Regions from separate parts of the Zea mays genome. Here region 2 is linked to region 1. Evidence: chromatin contacts called from public Hi-C data. All regions are on one chromosome and are shown on one strand. Each heading gives the region's core, a stretch centred on a gene start, on an enhancer-like site or on the middle of the called end of the contact. The rest is flanking DNA. Distances are from core to core; before and after follow the strand shown. Region 1 holds the start of LOC100280803 (40S ribosomal protein S29). Region 2 holds the start of LOC100282134 (malate dehydrogenase, glyoxysomal).

Region 1 (5,531 bases), core at 1,411-3,910:
ATTGCAGCTTCTGCAGTGCAGGCTGTTGTTTGGTCCGCCTGCTGGCTGTTGCAGAGGTGAGGTTTGCGGGCTTCCTAAAATAAGCTCTGCTCTTGCGCGAAGAAGAATGCTGCCTGGGGTACGGTGTTGCGGTTTTGTCGAATGACGATGCACACGTTAGCAATTGCAACGATTACAGACAGGGAGTTTGATGACTCTTGACCGGAATCATCGGCACCAGCAAAGACCTGCGTTGTTTCGTTTACAGTGTGAGTAGAGTACGACCCCGTCGTAGGCTGGGCTGTGTCCAGCGATTGTGTATATGTCTATACAAAACAATGTTTTGCCACTTGCATACTAGAGCTTCAAATAAGATGGGATAAGAAATGGAATAGCAGAACTGCCGGAGATTGTCTAATCCCACTTCCACGCAGGGCTTCCATAAAGCCAACGTCTTGATTCTCAGAACTGCCGGAGATTGTCTATTCTATGACAGATTTTAACTTACCCTCTATTTTCGTACCTTTAGTAGGCTTAGTATTTTCAGTAATTGCAATGACTTCCTTATTTCTTTATGTGCAGAAAAATAAGATTGTCTAGAAACGATGGGGCCAAATTTTGTCAATGTATTTCCATGATCATAATACAGATATTTTTTTTTTGTGATTAAGATTTAAACCCACTTAATCCCGTCCACGAGTGACAGCATTGCAGCTAGTCACTCTTGCGATATGTTACATAGGTGACACTTTTGGTTTGAAATCCTTCACGACGCACATCCCACGCTCATTCCAGCCCAGCCTATACCTATGTTCTACTAGATGTCAAGTCAATATGGACAAAAATATCTTTATTGGCACGGGGGTGTTTTTATGCCCTGCTCACACGACAAAACGGTTTCATATGACACAAGCCCCACATCTAGTTGATTTCATTAAATTAAAACATACATATGAAAATATAAATTAGGGTCAAAATCCATGCAGACAAATTCATTGCAATCCAATCCAAGTGATAAAACTCCGATTCCAATCCCACTTCAATGCAAAATGACTAATGCCCAGCTTGTTTTTAAGCACAAATCCAATCAGTATGGTCCAATCTATGATCTATCCCTAGTATTAACACAAGGCTAAGGTTTTTATGTCCATCTAACACAGCCATCAGATAGGGTGGTCAGGCAGATCCAATTGGATTTAGGATTATCCAAATCCACTCCAACCTCTACAAACAAACAATCAATGCACGGCGGAGACTGTCGATCACTCCCCATACGCAGCAGCAAATAACAAGACTGAGTGGTAACATTGATACTGTATTGTCTGATTCATAGCGGTTCGACATGCTCAGCTAGCATAGCAGGGAAGCATCAAGATTCAAGAGTACCATCTAGAATACACCAACTTCGTCCACACAAAGCCAAACAATTCATTACATGGTTTTATCATAAGAATAAGAGTACAGGCTATCTTTTAGGTCCCCATCCATGCTTCCATTATTGCCATGCTTTGGAGCTCCCCAAGTTTCAGCGGTACTGCATAAAAAGAATGCAACTTTTCAAATAAGAAGCCACAGCACAACTGTTTACCACGACTAAAATGCATGGCATCTTCATCATAAAAGAGTCATTTGGAAGCTCTAGATCATAAGAAACTATGGTTGGATATGGAAACAACCATGCTTCAGAGCTTACACACAAGCGGAGCAGTAAAAAGATGTTAATTATTAACGAACTCTTGCAATAAGAAACTTGACCCTGGTTCCAAATTGCTGAGGTGCCAAAATCTGGGAATCATGGGACAATTCACCATAATCACAGCAGTCTGCTATGTGTCCGCATAGAGATGACACTCAAAATCCAGAAAGACACTAATTCGAATGCAAACAACTAAACTAAGACCTACCCTACAGAACAGGATATGCAAAATCCAACAAAGTATTGGCAATGGGCATATAAGTGCAACAATATGGGCGCCATGGACATTGCTTCAAGTTCTAAGAAGCCAGTAACAGACTATTTAAACTAGTACCAGCTGGACCAACACAGATACATCACGGCGAAACATACCATGGACCATGGCATAATAGAACAGAAGAAACGGTAGGTCATAGATTACCCAACCAATGAAACAGGTAACCACTACCTAACGCAGGCTTATGTTGCAGGGAAGGAAGCAGAGGCCGGAAACTTTTGGCCAGTACCTTGATGAAGCCAATGTCCTTGGCGTTGCTGCGGAAGCACTGTCTGCAGCACATGAGCCCGTACTTTCGGATCAAGCCGTGGGGGTTAGCGCACACACGGCTGCAATCACACACCATGGCATCCATCAACAATCGCCATCATCGAGTACGAAGTACAAAAACCAACAAACGTAAGGGCAAGCAAATCTACTTGGGCTAAAGCGCTAAAATCTTAACTACAAGCTCATGCCACAACATGACGGATTAAACAGATGACATGTATATAAAATGATATCGGCGATTAAGTGGGGCGAAGGAACTAGAGGAATAGAGGATTACCAAACCCTAGATCCAGGGCCGTAGTTCTTGGGGTGCGAGTTCCACACGTTGGAGTGTCCCATGGCGGCGGCGGCAGGGGAGCAGGCCTCACAGGTAAACCCTAACCTAGTCTGACCTGGCTTATGACTCTGAGCGGAACCGAAAACGTTCGGCTTCTTCTGTAGGAGATGGATGGCATTGCTTCACTGGGCTTTTCATTAGACCAACCCAACAAAGATGACTTGATCTATCTTGGTGCTTAAATTGAACCCAAACTTGGCCCGATATGTGATCTTTCTTTATTCTTCCAGAAAAATTTCATTTATCATTTTGTTTTTGCCAAAGTTCATCTATCTACAACAGTAAAAAAAACTAAGGGCGTTTGTTTCCGTAACTAAAGTTTAATCCATGACATATCAGACATTTGAATATCAATTACGACTATTAAATATAGTTTAACTAGGAAACTAATTAGATACACAAAATTAAACGTCTTGACAAATTTATTAAGCCTAATTAGTTTATGATTAATAAATGTTTACTATAACATCACATGGGCGAATCATATACTAATTAAGCTTCATAGGTTTGTCTTGCTATTTAATCCTTATCTGTGTAATTATTTTTATAATTAAACTACATTTAATACTTCTAATTGGCATCCAAACATCTTATGTGAGTATATGCTAGGACTAAAATTTAATCCCTTCGATCCAAATAATACTTCTAACTCATATCATAGCATGCACATATCAGATGAATAAAAAACACAAGAATGTCCAGTGGAGGTATCTGATTTGTGTAAAGGACTCTACAATTTCACTCGAAAGTTATGGGAAAAGTATTGACACTGCCATTTCCATTATAGCTAAGTGTCTCAACAAACATTTGTTGCACCGTATGTCCTGATTAAAAAAATTAAAATATCCCCACAATTAAAATTAAATGAACAACATGCACATAGTCATCAGTGACACATATCATAGGGCTAATGGATTAACTCTAATAAGAAGGGAACAAGGAGGAAAGGTGTGGCACGGGCGTGGGTGAGCGCATTGGCGGCCGTCATGGGCGAGTGCACGCAAGCTAGTGGTTGGTTGCTGGAGAGGGAGCCTAGAGGCTGGCGCTACACATTAGGGTTTGGCATGGGATGGGTGGTGACCTAGAGTTCGAACATCATGGAATGAGATAGACTGAGTCTAGAGCCTAAGAGGCTAGCGTGACCTAGGTCATCATAGGCTGAATTGGGGCACGTGACCGGGTCTAGACAGGCTCCGACACTGGGCTCAAGAAAACCCCAGTGAAAACCAACAATATTTAGAGGAAGCATGATGGATCCTCGCCAATATTGGCCGCAACAAAGCAAGAACATAGTTCATATGCTAGATCCTCTATATCAAAATGATGGCTCGGTAAATAACATATCAAATATGTTATATCTATTTTCAGTGAATCTTGAGTTTAAACAAGGGACAACAACAACAACAATTGTGATAAATATGTCAGGGAAATGATCCCTGGTCCCTGTGGCCCGCTGACTAGTGAGCGCGCTGAGGAAAGATCCCCTCATTGTTGGGGCCCGTTAGTCAGTCAGAAGAGGCAGGTGTGCCAACTCTGGAAGGACTGGCCCCCGGTCGAACCCCGTGGCACCGAGCGTGGGCCTAGGATGGCGGAGCTTGACAAAGAAGGACGGGCATGTCGAAAGGGAACCACTCGAGTGGATCTCGCGTCCGGCCCCAGACCGAGCCGCCATAAATGTCTACCTGCATTAACCACGCCTGGCACCAAGCCACAACGTGGGCGCCTGTCCGCTTCCCACTCATGACCTACATACCCCTTATGCCTCATAGCATTCATGACATATGAACCCCTGAATTACGACGCATTAATAGCCCGAGCACCCCTCTGTCTGCAACGGATTAGGTCTGAGTGCACAGACCTCTTGCAGGTGAGAGCACCTAGAGGGGGGGTGAATAGGTGATCCTGTAAAAACTTGAAACTTAATGCCACAAAACTTGATTAGGAGTTAGCACAATAAAGCCAAGTGGCTAGAGAGGAGTTCTTGCAAGACACGATAACCACAAGAAGATCAACACAGATAGGCACAGTGGTTTATCCCGTGGTTCGGCCAAGTCCAACACTTGCCTACTCCACGTTGTGGCGTCCCAACGGACGAGGGTTGCAATCAACCCCTCTCAAGCGGTCCAAAGACCCACTTGAATACCATGGTGTTTTGCTTTGTTTACTATATCCCGCTTGCGAGGAATCTCCACAACTTGGAGCCTCTCGCCCTTACAATTTGATGTTCACAAAGAAACACAGAAGTAAGGCTGGGATGAGCAACGCACGCAAGACACAAAATCAGAGCACAACACGCACACAAGTCACAACTCGAGCTCACAACACAACCCAAAGAGTTCTCTACTCAAATGGAGCTCTAGTTGCTATCGCAAAGAATCGAATGCGCGAAATTGGAGTCTTAGTGCTTAGGAATGCTTAGAGAATGCTTGATGTGCTTCTCCATGCGCCTAGGGGTCCCTTTTATAGCTCCAAGGCAGCTAGGAGCCGTTGAGAGCATTCCAGGAAGGCAAATCTTGCCTTCTGTCGCCTGGCGCACCGGACAGTCCGGTGCACCATCGGACACTGTCCGGTGCGGATTTCTTTCCTGTTTTGGCGCAGCCGACCGTTGGCAGTTTGGAGCCGTTGGCGCACCGGACACTGTCCGGTGCACACTGGACAGTCCGGTGCCCCCTTCAGACCGTTGGCCCGGCCACGCGTCATGCGCGGATTGCGCGGCCGACCGTTGGCTCACCGGACAGTCCGGTGAATTTTAGCCGTACGCCGCCACCGAACTCCCGAGAGCGGCCTTTTCACCAGAGCCAGCCTGGTGCACCCAGACTGAGCAGAGTCTTGGCTGCTCGAGCCAAGACATATCTAGTTGTATTTTCTATGATTCTAGCACTTAGACAAATATGTTAGTACACAAAAACCAATGTACTAAGTCTAGAATCATACCTTTGTATTGATTTGCACTTTGTCCACCATTTGGCATA
Region 2 (5,531 bases), core at 2,226-4,725, 600 kb after region 1:
TCTGACTCAGGGACGATCCCTCCGTACCGCTCCGCTTTCACTTGCTCATGAAAGCGATGCCCTTCTGAATGCTCTCGCCCAGTTCCTTCTTTGCCGCTTCCAGACCAGCTCTGTTTTCCCCCAGAGACCCAATAAGCGTTAGGCCATTGGATTTCGGAGATCGAGAGAATTCATCGTCTAACAGATTTTGACGCGATGGAATCACAATTCTAAGCGACCGAGTGTATTAGCTAGCGTACCTCTCGAAATCATTCAAAGGGCCAAGCGGGAGGATCTCCTCGGCTCCACCACGGCCAAGCCTCACTTTCGTTGCAAAGAACGGCAGTTCTGTCACCTGATGCCAGCAGACGGGGGAAAAATAACGGAAATAAGTACAGTCCTGTTGTGTCTGTGAACTAAGGAAAGGGTCGGTGCTCCGATGGTATGGTATGTGAAGGAGAGATATATGGATTTCGTGTAAGTATACCTCGGATGCAACATATGAGCATTCCACGATTCCAGCTTCGCCCCGCATAGCTCGCAAGCATGCGTCAGCGAATTTAGAAGCAGCAAAAGCCTGAGATTTTTTCTTCTGTTAGTACGGAGACTAAACTTTTTGGTTGCCAAAGTAAGCTGTCATGTATAAGTGTAACCTACCATTGACAGAGTCGCGGAGCCTGATCCAGCCTTTGCCTGAAATCAGTGAAAACATCATTCATGTCTGGAAATTACTTCAGGAAGCAGTCAAAATGGACTTGTGGCAGATTCAGAGGGGCATAATGCATCACGATATGCAACTCCAGACATGCAATTTTGAGCGATGAATTTGAAGCCATTCTGTTACATTTGTGGTATTTTCCTTAATCTCATATTAACTATTGAGAAACTGTTAGACCTAATGTGTAATGCATAAGGGCATGCAAAAGGGTATGCTGTAGGCCTTCAGCTAGAAGAATATCATCGCTTATCAATGTTGCAACCACAGGTAGCCCTAACAACCCAAGCATGGCCAAATACATAGTCTTGCTGTCTTGACTCCCGGCAAATAAAACAAGCGCATTAAACTGAAATCAATCAATTTATTGACTTTAGTCAAATATACATGACAGCACTGAAAGATGGATTTGTGCTATATATTTCTCCACTAACAACCATAGTCACAAGAAACGAGTACAGTGGTAGCAACCCTCGACCCGGATACGTAGTAGCGTACCATGTTCCTCGACCATATCGATCCAGAAACTTTATGACTATGCTAACAACATCACTATGTAAGCTTTATGCAGAGAAAATAGTAAGTACATACATAATATGCACTCCCTCCGTTATCGAATATTTGTCGCCCGTTAGTTCATTTTTGAACTAAAACGCGACAAAATAAAAAAAAACTGGAGGGAGTATTAGTTAGAGATGCATGTTCACCAAATGTTTGATGGACAAAAAAGATCGATCATGTAAAGATGACCTCTGTTTTGGCGCAGCGAATATCAGATGAAGAGCTTAGACTATAGCAGAGAGAATATTGCTCATTTACAGAGCTTAGATTATAGTTGGGGTTCGGTTACACATAACTTCAGGCAGTAAAGTCAAATAGCATTGTACCTCCACAACTTCTGTGCCACCATTCTGTATGCGGTCTGTCAAATATCTGGTTTCATCCTGAGTGAATGAGCTCGGAGGTGTAACCTGCAGATAAACAGGCTTTAAATCAGCACCTAGTGTCATAGAAGCTAGATAATATTTCAATATTAGCATTCCCATGTGATGAAACCAGCATATGATCAGTACCTGGGAGAGGAGGGGCAATATAGTTATCCCAGCATGCCCTCCAACAACAGGAACACTGACATCTCTTGGATCAACTCCAAGCACTTCGGCCTACAATACACAACATGAAGCAGAAATGCAAATTACCAAACTGAGAAGTACAACAGCCTACTAGAGTATGCAAGTATTCCAGGTTCTTAAGAGATGCTATGGATTAGGCTTCATACCACAAAGGTGTTAGCCCTCGCAACATCGAGTGTTGTCACTCCAAGAAGCCGCTTGGGATCATAAGTTCCAGCTTTCTTGAAAACCTCAGCAGCAATGGGGACAGTTGAGTTCACTGGGTTGCTGATCAGATTCACAATTGCATTAGGACAGCATCTTGCAACGCCTTCACATAGTGTACGAACAATCCCAGCATTTTTGTTGAATAAATCATCTCTTGTCATTCCTGGTTTCCTAGGGAGTCCAGCGGGTATGATTACAAGGTCCATTCCTGTAAGTGCGGCATCAAGCTGCTGTGCCCCAAGGAAGCCGCGGACCTGAAAAGAAGTTTTACCAGAGTTATTAGTATGTTCGCATTTGAAGTTTTTTTTGCAACTAGGTAATTTGGGCCAAGGAAACAGTGTATAATCAATTTAAGCTGCTTGAAAATATTGTAGTTCAAATACAATTTTAAGAGACCGTCTGTTTACACTACTTTTTTTTTTCCAAACTCCAGAGAGTAATTGTATTTTTCCCCTTTCCTTTGGGTATGTTTCTTTTAGGCATTATAGAAACCAAGACCTGAACTATAGTGGTACTCAATTATCACATATGTAAATATAAACGGAAGTTCTAGGTGTTTTTCTTTTAAGTACTACAGCAAATGTTGTGAACGGAGCGGAGCGGTGTTCTGAGACGTCAGTAGCCTAACCACAACAACGAGTGAATGAGCTGGTGAAACCAACTAGAAAACTAAGGCCGGAGAATTGATCAATTTGTGATAGATCAATTAATTAAGTGCCCAAGGCGCCAAAATCCATCAGTTGGCACATAGAGCAATCAAACGATGATGCCTTGCCGATTGTATAGCAGCATCACGGAGGCTGTAGTCATCAACCCGAAAAAGTACAGTACCACGGATCGACTGAGAAGCACCAGGGAAGGGGGGGACGTTACCACAGCGCTGGTGTCCATGTGGCTGACATCGGCCGTGACCCCGGGCGTGTTGACGACATCGTAGAGGTGCAGCACGGACACGAGAGGATTCATCTTCATGAGCAGTGACAGCGGCTGTCCGATCCCGCCCGCGGCGCCCAGGATCGCGACCTTGAACCCCGGCGCGCCGCCCTTGGCGCGGCACACCACGAGCCTCAGTGCGGACGCGCCTTCCTCCATCTGCGGCCGCTGGGGGTTTAGGTGCGCGGCGACGCGGGCGAGGCGGTGCGAGGGAGCGTTGGCGTCGGGCTGCATGGCAGCTCCTAGTTCCGCGGAAGCCGGAGGGGAGGGTGAGTTGCTCTTGCTCCTGCTCCCGGTGCTGGTTGATTGGCGCGCGAGACGGGGGATTAGGGTGGGGGCTTTGACGGGGGAAAGCTCCCGCGTTTTTGGATGGTTCCGCTGTGTGCGTTATCCGGTGGCCTGTGGCTGCGGGCCGTCACGGAGTCGGGAGGCATGAGGCGGCGATGGCTCCCGGCCCCGGCTGGCTCATCTCTTTTCTCCGCCACTGCCGGTGCGGTATGATGCAGTATGCCGTGTGCGCCGGGCGTCGAGCCTCGTTTTCGGCCTCGGTCGCTGAGCCTGCACGGGTGTCTGTCGTCGGGTCCGGAAGGTTGGTTTGGTCGGGGAGGAGTGTCGATCTTCGAATCAACCACAACTTTCGACAGACCAACTGTCTAAGACGTCATGGCATGCTCAATTATCTCTTAGGGGGTATTTGGTTCTGTGGACTAAAGTTTAGTCCGGGTCACATCAAGCGTTTGACTTTCAAATAGGAGTATGAAATATAGACCCAACCAACTGTACTAGATTCGTCTCACTTTTTAATCTTCGGCTGAGAAATTAGTTTTATAATCCGACTACATTTAATACCCCGAACGGAGGTTCAAACATTCGATGTGATAGGGGCTAAATTTTAGCAGGGGCAAACCAAACACCCCTTAACCTAGCTATGTTAGGCTCTACAACTATTGTTATAGCTCATCATATGTACTATATGCCCCCTATCCATACCTGGCTACTAATTATGGTACACAACTTTCCTTGTTCACACACCACATGTGGATTGGCGGATTTCTAATAGTTGGTGCTGCTGCACATGCAGTCATTTTTATGGTAAAAGACTATGATCCAACTACTCGATACAACGCTCTATTAGATCACGTCTTTAGGCATTCGCAGCGGTTCTCCTTAATTTTTCTCTCTATATCATTTTTTACATCACATCACCAACATTTTATCCTTATTTTTTTTATCTCCCGCAACGGTTCTCTCTATATTCTCCCCCTATACCCCACTACAACTATAAAATATCATTGTTCAAATCTATTCATCATATATTACTACTAGGTGAGTACTCGTGCGTTGCGACGGAACCATATAATAACACGATAACTTAAGTGGGGAAATCAACCAGAACTGTGTGCTCCAGTCTGTAATATGTAACATAGACATTATCGCCACTGTTTGAGACTAACAACACCTGAACATGCATGAAAATATGACCAAGAAACCGACAGATTCTGTAATCTGTGCTCCATAATGACAGAACAAGAAACTGACAACTTTGTCACTGAACAAGAAACTGAGGATTATTTTCATGGCAATTTCAGTTTCTTGTTCATATATTTTCATGGCGATACATGTTCTGTATGGCTGGAGTCTGGAGAGAAGCAGTGACGCACCGTCCACTGGTGCGAAAGTGCGAGCAGATCGCTGGCTGCCTGGGACCTCGCCACCACCACACCACCACCACCAGATTGCAGCGCGATGCAATCGATGTGAGCAGATCGCTGCCTGAGACCTCGCCACCACCACCACACCACCACCACAAACAAATAGAAAGATCGATCTAGTCAGTTGGATCTGCACAGCAGTCCAGAGTCCAGAAACCTATGCCAAAAGAGGGCAGCACCGATCGAACCAATTGTCGCATCCAGAAATAAGTATATAGCAAAAAATTAAAATAAGAGGTGGGAAAAAGTTGTATTTCACATGAACACAAAAAAGTGTTGGGAGTCAGGCTTGTTGGGGTCTAAATATTGTATTATTTGAAAGAAAACAGGAATCAATATCAACGTGAACATCTAAAAATGAAATTCAAGAGTTCCTCAAACATATTCAATATGCTACATCTAAAAATTGGAGCTGTAATTTCTTTTGCATAAATGCTACAAACGGTTTAGATAAGCAGCAAACATTATACATTTAAAATGTTACAGCGAGCAAGCTTGAACTGCAGCAAGGCAGTAAAGTTACCATTGACTAAAAGATGCTTCAGTACATAAAATAGAGTTGAATTGTCTACATATCAACATTTTTGTGTTACAGCGACCTAACTATTTTCAGAACATTTTTTGTGTTTTATTAAAACAAAACTGTAGAACACTTGTTTTTGGCGGGAATAGAAACATGCCTTGTAAGCTGCATCGACTGGACCTGTTCCGACTGAACATGCTATTTTCTCCTCTCCATCTGGTGCTACCAATTTCACTGTTGCCGTAGATAAAGCAAGTGTACCACATGTTGCCTGCAAAAGGATGAATCATATTTTAAGCCTAGATCCACCACTATGAGAGACTATATCT

The links. Hi-C and Micro-C count contacts between places; a contact is called where the count stands out from the background.
Region 2: a contact with region 1 is called in a Hi-C map of bundle sheath, with 2.2 times the contacts expected there. The contact joins the promoter of LOC100282134 here to the promoter of LOC100280803 in region 1. A contact is called at or near these places in 3 of 25 Hi-C or Micro-C datasets (bundle sheath, leaf and tassel).

What each region holds. Positions count from the first base shown.
Region 1 is chr1:288,751,032-288,756,562 of Zm-B73-REFERENCE-NAM-5.0, forward strand. It overlaps LOC100280803 (40S ribosomal protein S29), which reads right to left and starts at 2,661. Exons shown (of 3, transcript NM_001153723.1): 1 at 2,500-2,661; 2 at 2,182-2,281; 3 at 1,266-1,513. The coding sequence starts at 2,561. The coding sequence ends at 1,505.
Region 2 is chr1:289,351,494-289,357,024 of Zm-B73-REFERENCE-NAM-5.0, forward strand. It overlaps LOC100282134 (malate dehydrogenase, glyoxysomal), which reads right to left and starts at 3,476. Exons shown (of 8, transcript NM_001155046.2): 1 at 2,908-3,476; 2 at 1,974-2,288; 3 at 1,768-1,857; 4 at 1,582-1,665; 5 at 637-672; 6 at 467-556; 7 at 240-334; 8 at 1-110. The coding sequence starts at 3,201. The coding sequence ends at 38.